Regions from separate parts of the Mus musculus genome. Here region 1 is linked to region 2. Evidence: chromatin contacts called from public HiChIP or PLAC-seq data. All regions are on one chromosome and are shown on one strand. The core of a region is the stretch at or near the end of the contact, and the rest is flanking DNA. Distances in the headings are between cores, read along the strand shown. Region 1 has its middle 17 kb from the start of Rps6ka1. Region 2 has its middle 10 kb from the start of Nr0b2.

What was found. HiChIP or PLAC-seq counts read pairs in DNA pulled down with a chosen protein or histone mark.
Region 1: a contact with region 2 is called in a FOXA1 HiChIP or PLAC-seq map of pancreatic cancer cells. The contact joins two enhancer-like sites. A contact is called at or near these places in 14 of 39 promoter capture datasets (the 3T3-L1 cell line, 3T3-L1-derived adipocytes, the C10 cell line and 8 more), 2 of 484 Hi-C or Micro-C datasets (bone marrow-derived macrophages and natural killer cells), 16 of 115 datasets of contacts at active chromatin or transcription factors (the 230-238 cell line, craniofacial prominence, effector CD8 T cells and 9 more) and 3 of 9 other capture datasets (adipose tissue, liver and pancreatic islet).

The regions. Positions count from the first base shown.
Region 1 is chr4:133,901,698-133,907,282 of GRCm38.p6, forward strand. No RefSeq gene overlaps it. Among named protein-coding and RNA genes, the nearest start is that of Rps6ka1, 17 kb to the left of the region's middle. Within about 2 kb of position 2,809, at least 34 of the 459 cell types and tissues checked have an H3K27ac peak or open chromatin away from gene starts, as enhancers often do. A contact at or near this core is called in the HPC-7 cell line and pancreatic cancer cells, where this site is marked.
Region 2 is chr4:133,560,957-133,565,775 of GRCm38.p6, forward strand. No RefSeq gene overlaps it. Among named protein-coding and RNA genes, the nearest start is that of Nr0b2, 10 kb to the left of the region's middle. Within about 2 kb of position 2,530, at least 56 of the 459 cell types and tissues checked have an H3K27ac peak or open chromatin away from gene starts, as enhancers often do. A contact at or near this core is called in the HPC-7 cell line and pancreatic cancer cells, where this site is marked.

The sequences.
Region 1 (5,585 bases), core at 1,559-4,058, 340 kb after region 2:
ATTTAAAACATCAGGCCTTTTATAGGCATGCAGAGCTATGTCCAGTTTATTTAGTGCAAGGGATCAAACCCGTGGCCTCTGGGATTTTACCAGTTTGAGACTCTTCCCCTGTCCTAACATACTGTCTTGATTATTGAGATTTTGGTATGTCCTTAGGTTTTGTTCCCCAAACCCAACTTCATGCCAGTCTTGGCATTTCTCCTACAATTTCTCCACTGCAAAATCCTAGAACGTTTGCCATAATGACCACTATATTACTGATTTTTTTTTAATTTTTAATTTTTTTGGTTTTTCGAGACAGGGTTTCTCTGTATAGTCCTGGCTGTCCTGGAACTCACTCTGTAGACCAGGCTGGCCTCAAACTCAGAAATCCACCTGCCTCTCAAGTGCTGGAATTAAAGGCGTGCGCCACCACGCCCGGCTTACATTACTGATTTTTAAAAAGTGAGGTGGGGACAAGGGGAGGGCAGAAGAGATGGCTCAGCGGTCAAGAGCACTGACTGCTTTTCTAGAGGTCCCGAGTTCAATTCACAGCAACCATTTGATGGCTCACAACCATCTGTAATGGGATCTGATGCCCTCTTGTGTATCTGAACATAGCTCATATAAATAAATAAATCTTTTTCTTTCTTTTTTTTTTTTTTTTGGTTTTCCGAGACAGGGTTCGTCTGTATAACCCTGGCTGTCCTGGAACTCACTTTGTAGACCAGGCTGGCCTCGAACTCAGAAATTCACCTGCCTCTGCCTCCTGAGTGCTGGAATTAAAGGTGTGCGCCACCACGCCCTGCAAGAGTTACTTTTTTTGTGCATTGGTGTCCTGCCTCTCTGGAACTTGAGTTACAGACACTTATAAGTTGCCATGTGGGTGCTGGGAATTGAACTCTGATCCTCTGGTAGAGCGAGTCATCTCTCCAGCCCCCAAATTTGTATTCTTTTAATTATGTATGTGTGTGTGAGAGTATGGGTTTGTTCACTGATGCAGTAGCTACAGAGGCCAGAAGAGGGCATCAGATCCCCTACAGCTGAAGTTAAAGACACTTGTGAGCTGGCTTACAGGGCTGCTGGGGCCCAGATCTGGTCCTGTTGAAGCTGCTCTTACCCACTGAGCCATTTCTCCAGCCTCCGGCCTGAACTTTAAAGCTAACACAGGAAGTTCACCTACTTTAGATCCCAGAGCTATTTTTGGAGGAGAAGGCTAGAGAATGAACTTGGTCCCTGTCTTAGCTTGTTAGTTAGTTCCCCCCTCCCCCCGCCTCTTCCCCCCCCCATTCCCTTTCGCTCCAACCCTGCCCGTGCTCACTCCGCCCCCTATGTTTCTCATTTAAGGATGGTTGTGAGCCACCATGTGGTTGCTGGGATTTGAACTCATGATCTCTGGAAGAACAGTCAGTGCTCTTAACCCCTGAGCCAGCTCACCAGCCCTCTTGTTAGTTTTTCTTTTTGTTGTTTTGAGAAAGGAGAGGGGAGTCTCACTCTGTAGACTTGGCTAGCCTGAAACTTGCTCTGTAGACTCTGCTGCCCTTGAACTTAAGAGATCTGCCTGCCTCTGTCCCCTTGAGTGCCAGGATTAAAGCCCTGTGTCATAACACCTGGCCCCAGACGCATACTTTGTTCTTGCTTTGGCTACAGGTGTTGTTAACTAGTATTTACTAGTTTTTAAATTAAAGCTTTCTAGCCTCTCTCAGAAGTCGGCCACCCGGGTCCTTGTCCTGCCTAGTCCCCTCCCTTAGATGACTGTGTCACAGGTGCTCCATGCCGTCCCTGACCTCCTCACTCACTCATGCTCTGGTGGGTGTCTAGCTTCGTGCTTTCACGTAGGCCATCTTACAAACGGAAGACTCTTAAATCCCAGAGAGGAAGAAGCTTACAATGTACACAGTGGGTTTGTGACAAAGCTGGCACCAAGCCAGGCTTCCCATGGCCCCTCGGTGACATAGACAATTGCCAGTGCCCTCAGATGTGAAGGGAACTCAAAAAGGGACTTTCCCAGCTCAGAACAAGCTAACTTTGTTTCCTGAACATATCCAATGGCAGTACCATGGTGGGGACCTCCTCACCCACTGGCCATACCACCCCCTCCCCACCCCGACACCTCTGCCCTCCACTTGGGCATGGTGCAGAGCTGTAGGGTGACCTTCCCAGAACCTCACGGGAAGTTCAGGGTGAATCTGTCTAACTTCTGCCCCAGCTCTTGACCGAAGACCAGAGGAATCTACCCCCAGCTCACCACCTGCGTTAGCCCCATTTCTTGGAACCCATGAACCTGCCCGTGAGCTGCCCCCAAATAAACCTGCCTTTTTACTCTCTATTTGGCTTGAATTAGCTTATCTCGTTGGTGGAGAAAAACCTATTAACTGTCTCAAAGCAAAAACAAACAAACAAACAAACAAACAAACAAAAATGGCCACGAAGAAGGAAGCATTTCCTGTCTTGTATAAACTGTATTTCATGAGAATAAAATACTTAGGACAAGTTCATTTTTATGGAAGAATTATCCAGGTAATGAGTGCAACGTGAGTAAGAAAAATCACCATTTGGCAATGCCTAACAACATAATGACTCATTAGTGGACGGCAAAGCCAATAGGGGAAAGGCCGACGGAGACTTCTATAAGGAAGAGATCAATAAGGCCTCAGATTAGTCAGCTAATAGAATATGTCAGCTAAAACATTACGCACTTCAGATTTGCTGTAATATTGGGTGTACCGAGCTGGAGATTCAGTTCAGATGTCACAGTGCTGCTTAGCACGCAGGAGGCCCTGGCTTCTATCCCTGGTACTGAATCAAATGGGAATGGTGGTGTTCACCTACAACCCCAGCCCTCAGCAGGTGGAGGCGAGAGGATCGGAATACAAGGTCATCCTCTCCTCTAAGGGGAGTCTGAGGCCAGGCTAGAATCCATCCAGCCTGTCTGGAAAACAAATGACAAACAGCACTTGAAGTGCAGATGACGGTGGCCGATGAAGTACTGTTGCCAAACACATTAAACCCCTCTAACCAAGTCTCTGGAAATGACTTTTCGTTTACTGGAAATCTAAGGCACAAGAGCAAGTTTAACTACACTTCTAGGAAACAACAAATTTTCTACAGTATGGCAACTCTGATGGGACAAATCCTCGGTGTTTCCACAAGTAAAGAGCACTGGGAACAAATAAAAAGTGAGATGGCTCAGCTGGTAGAGCAAGCTCGGGGAGCTGAGTTAGATTGATTGTTGGAGCTCTCGTGTAAAAGTGGGTGGGGAGGGCTGGGGAGAGGGCTCAGTGGTTAAGAGCACTTGGCTATGTGAGACCCTGAAATATTGCTAGCACTAATGATACTTTTTAAAATAAAAGAGGAGACAAGTAGGAGGTTGGGAAAATCTTTTGATTTTTCTTTTTGCAGACCTGTAGAGATTTTAGTCCCAAAAGGGGAAAAAATTTTGCAAAAATGTTCATACTTATTGAAGGTGAGAGGCAAATGATTAAGTTTTCTTTAATGTGATGGGATGTTGACATTTTTCTCTCCCAGCACGGGGTACTGAGCTGAGGGCCTCAAGCACTCTAGATTAGTTACATCTTATTCCCATGGCCGAGGAACTAGCAAAAAGCAATTTAATGGCGAGCGAGCGTCTGCTGGCTCATGGTTCACAAGATGCTGATTGAAGGGTACAGCCAGCCGGAAGAGCTCTGGGCAGCTAGCTGGTTGCACAGTGTCTGCAGTGAGGAAGTGGTGGACAGAGGAGGAAGGAGGGAGGAAGGAGGAGAGGGACGTGGGGGTAGAGATGTGGGGGGTTTCTGGTGGTGGGGGGAGTGGTGTGGGGAGGTGGGGTTTGTGGGTGGAATGGGTAGGGGATGGGGTGGGGGAATAGGTGGCATAGCAAGTGACAATGGGGGTGACATAGGTGGGGGGATGGGGAGTGGTGGGGAGAGATGATGCTGGTAGCATTTTATCTTCTCTTTTCCTTTGTGTCACTACATCAAAGAGGGTCTTCCCTCCTAAGTGAAAGGTCTCTGGAAATGCCCGCATAAACACACCCATGGGTGGGTCTCCTAGGAGATTCTAAAGCCAGTCAAATTGACAGTGAAGACCTGTGACAGCAGAGGAGCACACTGCCCTCTGAGCTGGACAGCCTCTTCTTAGTTTAAGACAGGGTTCTACTGAGATGCCAAGGCTGACCTCCGAACTCATTCTGTGCCCAGGCTGGACTTGGGTTTGCAACCCTCTTGTCTCAACACCTGAGGTGCTGGGATTACAGGCTGAGGACACCAGACATTTTCTACAGGAAAAAAGGTTTTTAAAACTAAATGTAGGCCGGGCAGTGGTGGCGCACACCTTTAATCCCACCACTTGGGAGGCAGAGGCAGGCGGATTTCTGAGTTCGAGGCCAGCCTGGTCTACAGAGTGAGTTCCAGGACAGCCAGGGAAACCCTGTCTCAAAAAACCAAAACCAACCAACTAACCAACCAACCAACCAACCAAACAAACAAAAAAACAAACTAAAAGTTGGAAGTTGGCCTGGAGAGATGGCTCCGTGGTTAAGAGCACTGACTGCTCTTCCAGAGGTCCTGAGTTCAATTCTCAGCAACCACATGATGGCTCACAACTACTTGTAATGGGATCTGATGCCCTCTTCTGGTGTGTCTGAAGACAGCGACAGTGTACCCACATACATGAAATAAATAAATCTTTAAAAAGAAAACGTATAAAAATAAAAAAAAAAAAATTAAGGGGCTGGAGAGATGGCTCGGCGGTTAAGAACACTGACTGCTGCTCTTCCAGAGGTCCTGAGTTCAATTCACAGCAACCACAAGGTGTCTCACAATCATCTGTAATGGGATCTGATGCCCTCTTCTGGTGCACCTGAAGACATGACATTGTACTCATATACTTTTTTTTTTTTTTTTTTTTTGGTTTTCGAGACAGGGTTTTTTTCTCTGTGTAGCCCTGGCTGTCCTGGAACTCACTCTGTAGACCAGGCTGGCCTCCAACTCAGAAATCTGCCTGCCTCTGCAGCACTCCCAAGTGCTGGGATTAAAGGCATGCCACCACTCCAGGCGTACTCATATACTTTAATTAAATAAAATCTTTAAAAAAAAAAGTTAAAACAAAAAAACAAAAGAACAAACTAAAAGTCAAAAGTCAGTAAGAAATTGGAACAAGGGCCGAGAGAGGGCTCGGCGGTTAAGAGTAGCTACTGCTCCTACAGAGGATCTGAAAGTTTGGTTCCTGGCACCACATCAGGCAGTTTATAACTACTGCCTGTCACCCCAGTTCCAGGGAGATTGACACCTCTGGGCTCCTTGGGCACCCACACTCGTGTACACAGACCCATAACAAAAATGGAAAAGAATTTTAAAAATAAGAAAGGAAATTAGAAGCCTGGCAGTGTTGGCCCACACCTTTGATCCCAGCACTCAGGAGGCAGAGGCAGGTAGGTGCATCTCTGTGAGTTGGAGGCCAGCCTCGTCTACAGAGTGAGTTACAGGATAGCTAAGGCAACACAGAGAGATCCTGTCTTTAAGAATAAAATGAAGTTACAAGAAGACACAGATTAAGAAACAGAGAAGTTCTGCATTTTTGCAATGGAAGCAAAGAGGGCAGGAAGA
Region 2 (4,819 bases), core at 1,280-3,779:
TACCAAGTGCTGAGATTAAAGGTGTGCACCACCACAGGCCCAAATAGTTTTTCTTATTATTAACTCAGCCTTGTTCCTTTTCAAAAACGTTTACTTTTTTTAGGTAGTCAGGAAGTGTGAGCTCTCCCACCCCCACCCCCCACTTTTTATTTATTCTGTGTGTGTGAGTGGAGACATGTTTGCATCTGCTGCCTCACCACCCATTGGGAGATCCAGCCAAGGACAACCTTCAGGAGTTGGTTCTTTCTTTGTACCATGGAATGGGGGGGGGGGGACTCAAACCACGAGACTTAAGTTATAAAAGCCTTTGCAGGCTGAACCTTCTTCCTGTCTCTGCTTCTGTTTCTTTAACTCTCTGGTCACTCTCTAAATCCTCACGCAAACTCTTACGATAAGAACCTAAAGAAAACACGGCCAAGCCAAAGAATGAATCTGGTCCAGTGGAGGGAGCTGTGAGCTTTTCAGAGTGGGAAAACTCTCTCTCTCTCTGACCAGCATCCTGGGATCCGGTCTGTCTCTCCTTTCTAGCAAGAGGAAGAAGCAGGTCTAGCTGGGGGATGGAAGTTCTGAAGGTCTAAGGTGGTCGATCGATCTGTACCGAGACTTGAGCACAGACTCTGGTCACTTAGAGGCAGAATCCTTGACCTCCGCACGGGCTGGAGTGAGTCTGGGGTCACTTCAGACACTGGGTACTGACACCTGCATCTAGGAGGGGGTCCTTGTCCTCAGGCTCCGCCAGCTTGACTCACCTGAGACTGACTGTGGTCCCAGGGCAGCTCAGGGTTTATGGATGACAGTTTATGGCCATCATTAGCCAAATCCCAGGCTGTGGACGAAGCAGCCAACAGCTGTCAGCTGACTGTGTCATGCCATGAACCACCCTGCCCTCAGGGCCTCTGTCCACCCTAGAACCTTTGATGATAGTGGGAAAAAAAGACAGAGAGAGAGGTGATCGACCATGATCCCTCCCCTTAGCCACACACTGTGTCACTCAATGTCCCCTGACTTTCACTCCCAGACTCTGCTGGATGTTAGGGGAAAGGACACAAAGAATGGGACCCGGATCCAGCCCGGAGGGACACTTCCCATGCAAATGAAGATAACACAGTGACCTGAGGGTGACATCGTTGAAGGATGACTTGTTCCTGGTCTTTGCTAGTTTATGGTTTCTTTTTCCCACCCTTTAACACCCCCCCCCAACCCTGCTCTTCACCTCCTATCACTAGATAAAGGATAGGATAGAGGGGAAGAAAAGAGAGAGAGAGAGATCTCCGAATCTAATTTCTTTGTTCTTGTTTCTTCTTTGAACACGAGTATGAACAAACTGTAACCACCCCCACGCCCGAATGACCCCAACCACCAACAGTACCTCTCGGGGCCCTAGCATTTATATATCCTCTGAAAAGCTCCCAGAATTCCAAACAATCACACAATCGCAGAAACTACCCAAAGCTGGCAAAACCATGCCTCTGCTAGAGCATGAGGCAAATCACAGTCAGCTGTTGTCCCCAGCAGCCCCTTCGATGAAAAGAAAAGCACTTTCTTCTAATATTTCAGTGTTTTGTTTTGTTTTTTTAAAGAAACTAAAACTCCAAAATTGTCACTACAATAATTAATTGTGCCCAGAGGTGGGAAGGTGCTTCCCTGGTGCGTTGACTGTTCAGAAACATCTGGGGGGGTTTGCAAGGGTGAGGCCTAACAGAGGGAGGAGAATATGCAAAGGCACAGAGGTGCCAGGGAACAAGCACTGCTTCTTGAATGCATCCTAGAACCTATGGATCTAAGGGTGGTGAGAGATGGAGGTGTGTGAATAGGTGTGGGTCAGGAGACCGTGCCACCAGGCAGAAAATTTGGTAAGAGAACGGTAGGCATTGAAATCTACTCCTGACCAGGTTCCTGTCCTGGAACATAGGACCACCACACCCCATGAAGAGGACTGGATAATCAGTCTCGTAGGGGCAACACAGGAAGTGCCCTCCACGTGCAGAGGGGGCATCCCTAACCTCTCAGACCAAGCCAACAGAAAGCATCTGCCTTTAGACCCCAGCCCACTCCAAAATGTATATTAGACCCTATTCACAAGGAATAAAGGCTCAAGAGTTATTTCACCAAAGCCTGTCTGAGAGCGCCTGTTTAATCAAGCTGTAACACCCTTAGGGGACAGTGTTCTCTCCTGAAGCTTTTGTCGATGGAAGCAGCGCCAACCTACCATAGCCACTTCCTCTCTGTGGCCCCAACCTTGGCTCCTAGCCACCTGCCTGCCGGATCCCGCTGCCTGCCACCAACTCCGGGGCAGCAGTGGCCTTGGAAGAGGCCTGGCAGCCAGCCTTGCTCCTGCTCCCCCTCAGAGAGATTTGGCAGGGCCAGAGCCCCGCAGATCCCCATGGGCAGCACCTGGTACACAGACAGGCAAATCGGGTTTGTATCACAAAACAGAACAGAGAAAGGACATGCTAATGAAGCTGGTGACGAGTCCAGGGACAGTCTGAAGGGAGTCAAGGTCAACAACGGGGACTTGATGTTCATAGCAGGGTGCAGCTGTGCCAACTTTATAAGTCACGGCAAACCAGGTGGCTCGTGCCAGTAGTCCCAGAGCTGTGGGGGTGGAGGCAGGAATCTGAAGTCAATCTGTCTTTACTGCATAACAAATGTGAGATCAGGCAGGGGTATAGGAGACGTTGTCTAAAATAGAGCCTCCCGGTGCAATGTGAGACAGAGAGAGGGGTGGGGGTGAGGTCAGAGGTAACATGATGGCTTATTATACACAAGGTCCTGAGATAAAAATCCTCTGCTCCTCAGCATAGGAAAAAAAAAATCTAACTACAACATCCCAAGGTTTGGTGGCACACACCTCTAATTCCAGTCCGGGGAGGCAGAGATAGGTGGGTCTTTGAGAGTTCGAGATCAGCCTAGTCTACATAGTGAGTTCTAGGACAGCCAGGGCTACATAATAGAGACCCTGTCTCAAAACAAACAAACAAAACCGCCACTAACCACCGCCACCTCCGCCACCACCACCAGCTTAACAAAAACACCTCAGAAAACTTCCCACCACATCCCCTACCCTCTTCCTCAAAGCTTGCCACTATGAAGATCTCTGGGATCATAAAGGAGTCAGGAGGTGATGTCACACGCCCACAACCCAGCACCCGGGAGGCAGGAGGGTCAGAACTTCAAGATGGTTCACTGGGTAAAAGCGCTCGCTATGCAAACCTGATAACCTACACTCAATCTCAGAGAGCCCGTGGTGGGAAGACAAGCAATTCACCAGGTTTTTCACCTCCATATGCTCACTGTAGCTTGTGCAGCCCCTCCCCCGCCCATGACAATAAATTAAAAATAAAACTTACCCCCCCCACACACACACACATACCCATGTTCATGCTGGGAACCCTAATAAATACAATGGGTCACAAATAAATCTATGGAAATGTGAAGAGCGGCTTGGGGAGGAGAAGGATTTGGTGTGGGGGGCCAGATAAGGAGATGGTGGGCAGCTGAGTGTGAGTGTGCACACGTGGGAGGCAGGGGCAGATGGATATTCTGTGAGCCCAAGGACAGCCTGGTGTGCACAACAAGCTCCAGGACAGCCAGGGCTACACAGAGAAACCATGTGTCATTCCCCCACTCCTGGAAGAAAGAGAGACAGAGAGACAAAGAGAGACAGAGAGAGAGACAGAGAGAACAACACGACAAGGCTTTAAAATGGCTCAGCAGTTAAGAGAGCATGCTGCTTTTCCAGAGGACCCAGGTTCAGTTCCCAGCACCAGGTCTGGCAGCTCACAATCTCCCATTCCAGGGGATCTGGTGCCCTCTTCTGGCCTCCACAGTCACCAACACAACATGACATCTACAAGTACATGAACACATTATTTTAGGTGGGTGTTATCACACCTTGTTAGATTTTATTTATATTTATGTTGTTTGGGTTTTTAAAAATATTGGCCGGCTGGGCGTGGTGGCGCACGCCTTTAGTCCCAGCACTCGGGAGGCAGAGGCAGGCAGATTTCTGAGTTCGAGGCCAGCCTGGTCTACAAAGTGAGTTCCAGGACAGCCTGGGCTATACAGAGAAACCCTGTCTTGAAAAACCAAAAAAAAAAAAAAAAAAATCTTTAATCCTTTTACAGTACAGTCGTTATCCCCAGTCCGCCCTCTGACAGTTCCTCATCCCATTCCTCCCCTGCCCTGTCTCCAAGAGGATGTCCCACCACCCTGTTTATTTTTTTAATATTTATTTATTTATTATATGTAAGTACACTGTAGCTGTCTTCAGACACACCAGAAGAGGGAGTCAGATCTTGTTACAGATGGTTGTGAGCCACCATGTGGTTGCTGGGATTTGAACTCAGGACCTTCAGAAGAGCAGTCGGGTGCTCTTACCTGCTGAGCCATCTCACCAGCCCCCCCCCCTATTTATTTGTATGAGTCTTATCTGTGTGTTTGTGCACCTTGTGAGGGCAGTGCCATGGGGGCAGAAGAGAACACTGGATGCCCTGGAACTGGAGATAAAGGTGTTGTGGTGAGCTGCCACGTAAGTACTGGGAATCAAACCCAGGTCTAGTGCAAGAGCAGCCAGTACTCTTGACAACTGAGCCATCTCTCCAGATACTCAAAAATGATACCTCTCCACCCTCCTTCCTGGCTTTTCAAGACAGGATTCTTCTGTGTAGCCTTCACAGAGATTCCCTGTGTTTGTCTCCCAAGTGTTGGCCTTAAAGCCATGTGCCACCACAGCCTAACTTTTAAAATTGGTTTGGTTTCTTAATCTTCAGAAAGTTGCAAAGTCCAAAGACTTCCTCACCTATGGCTTCCTCACTTA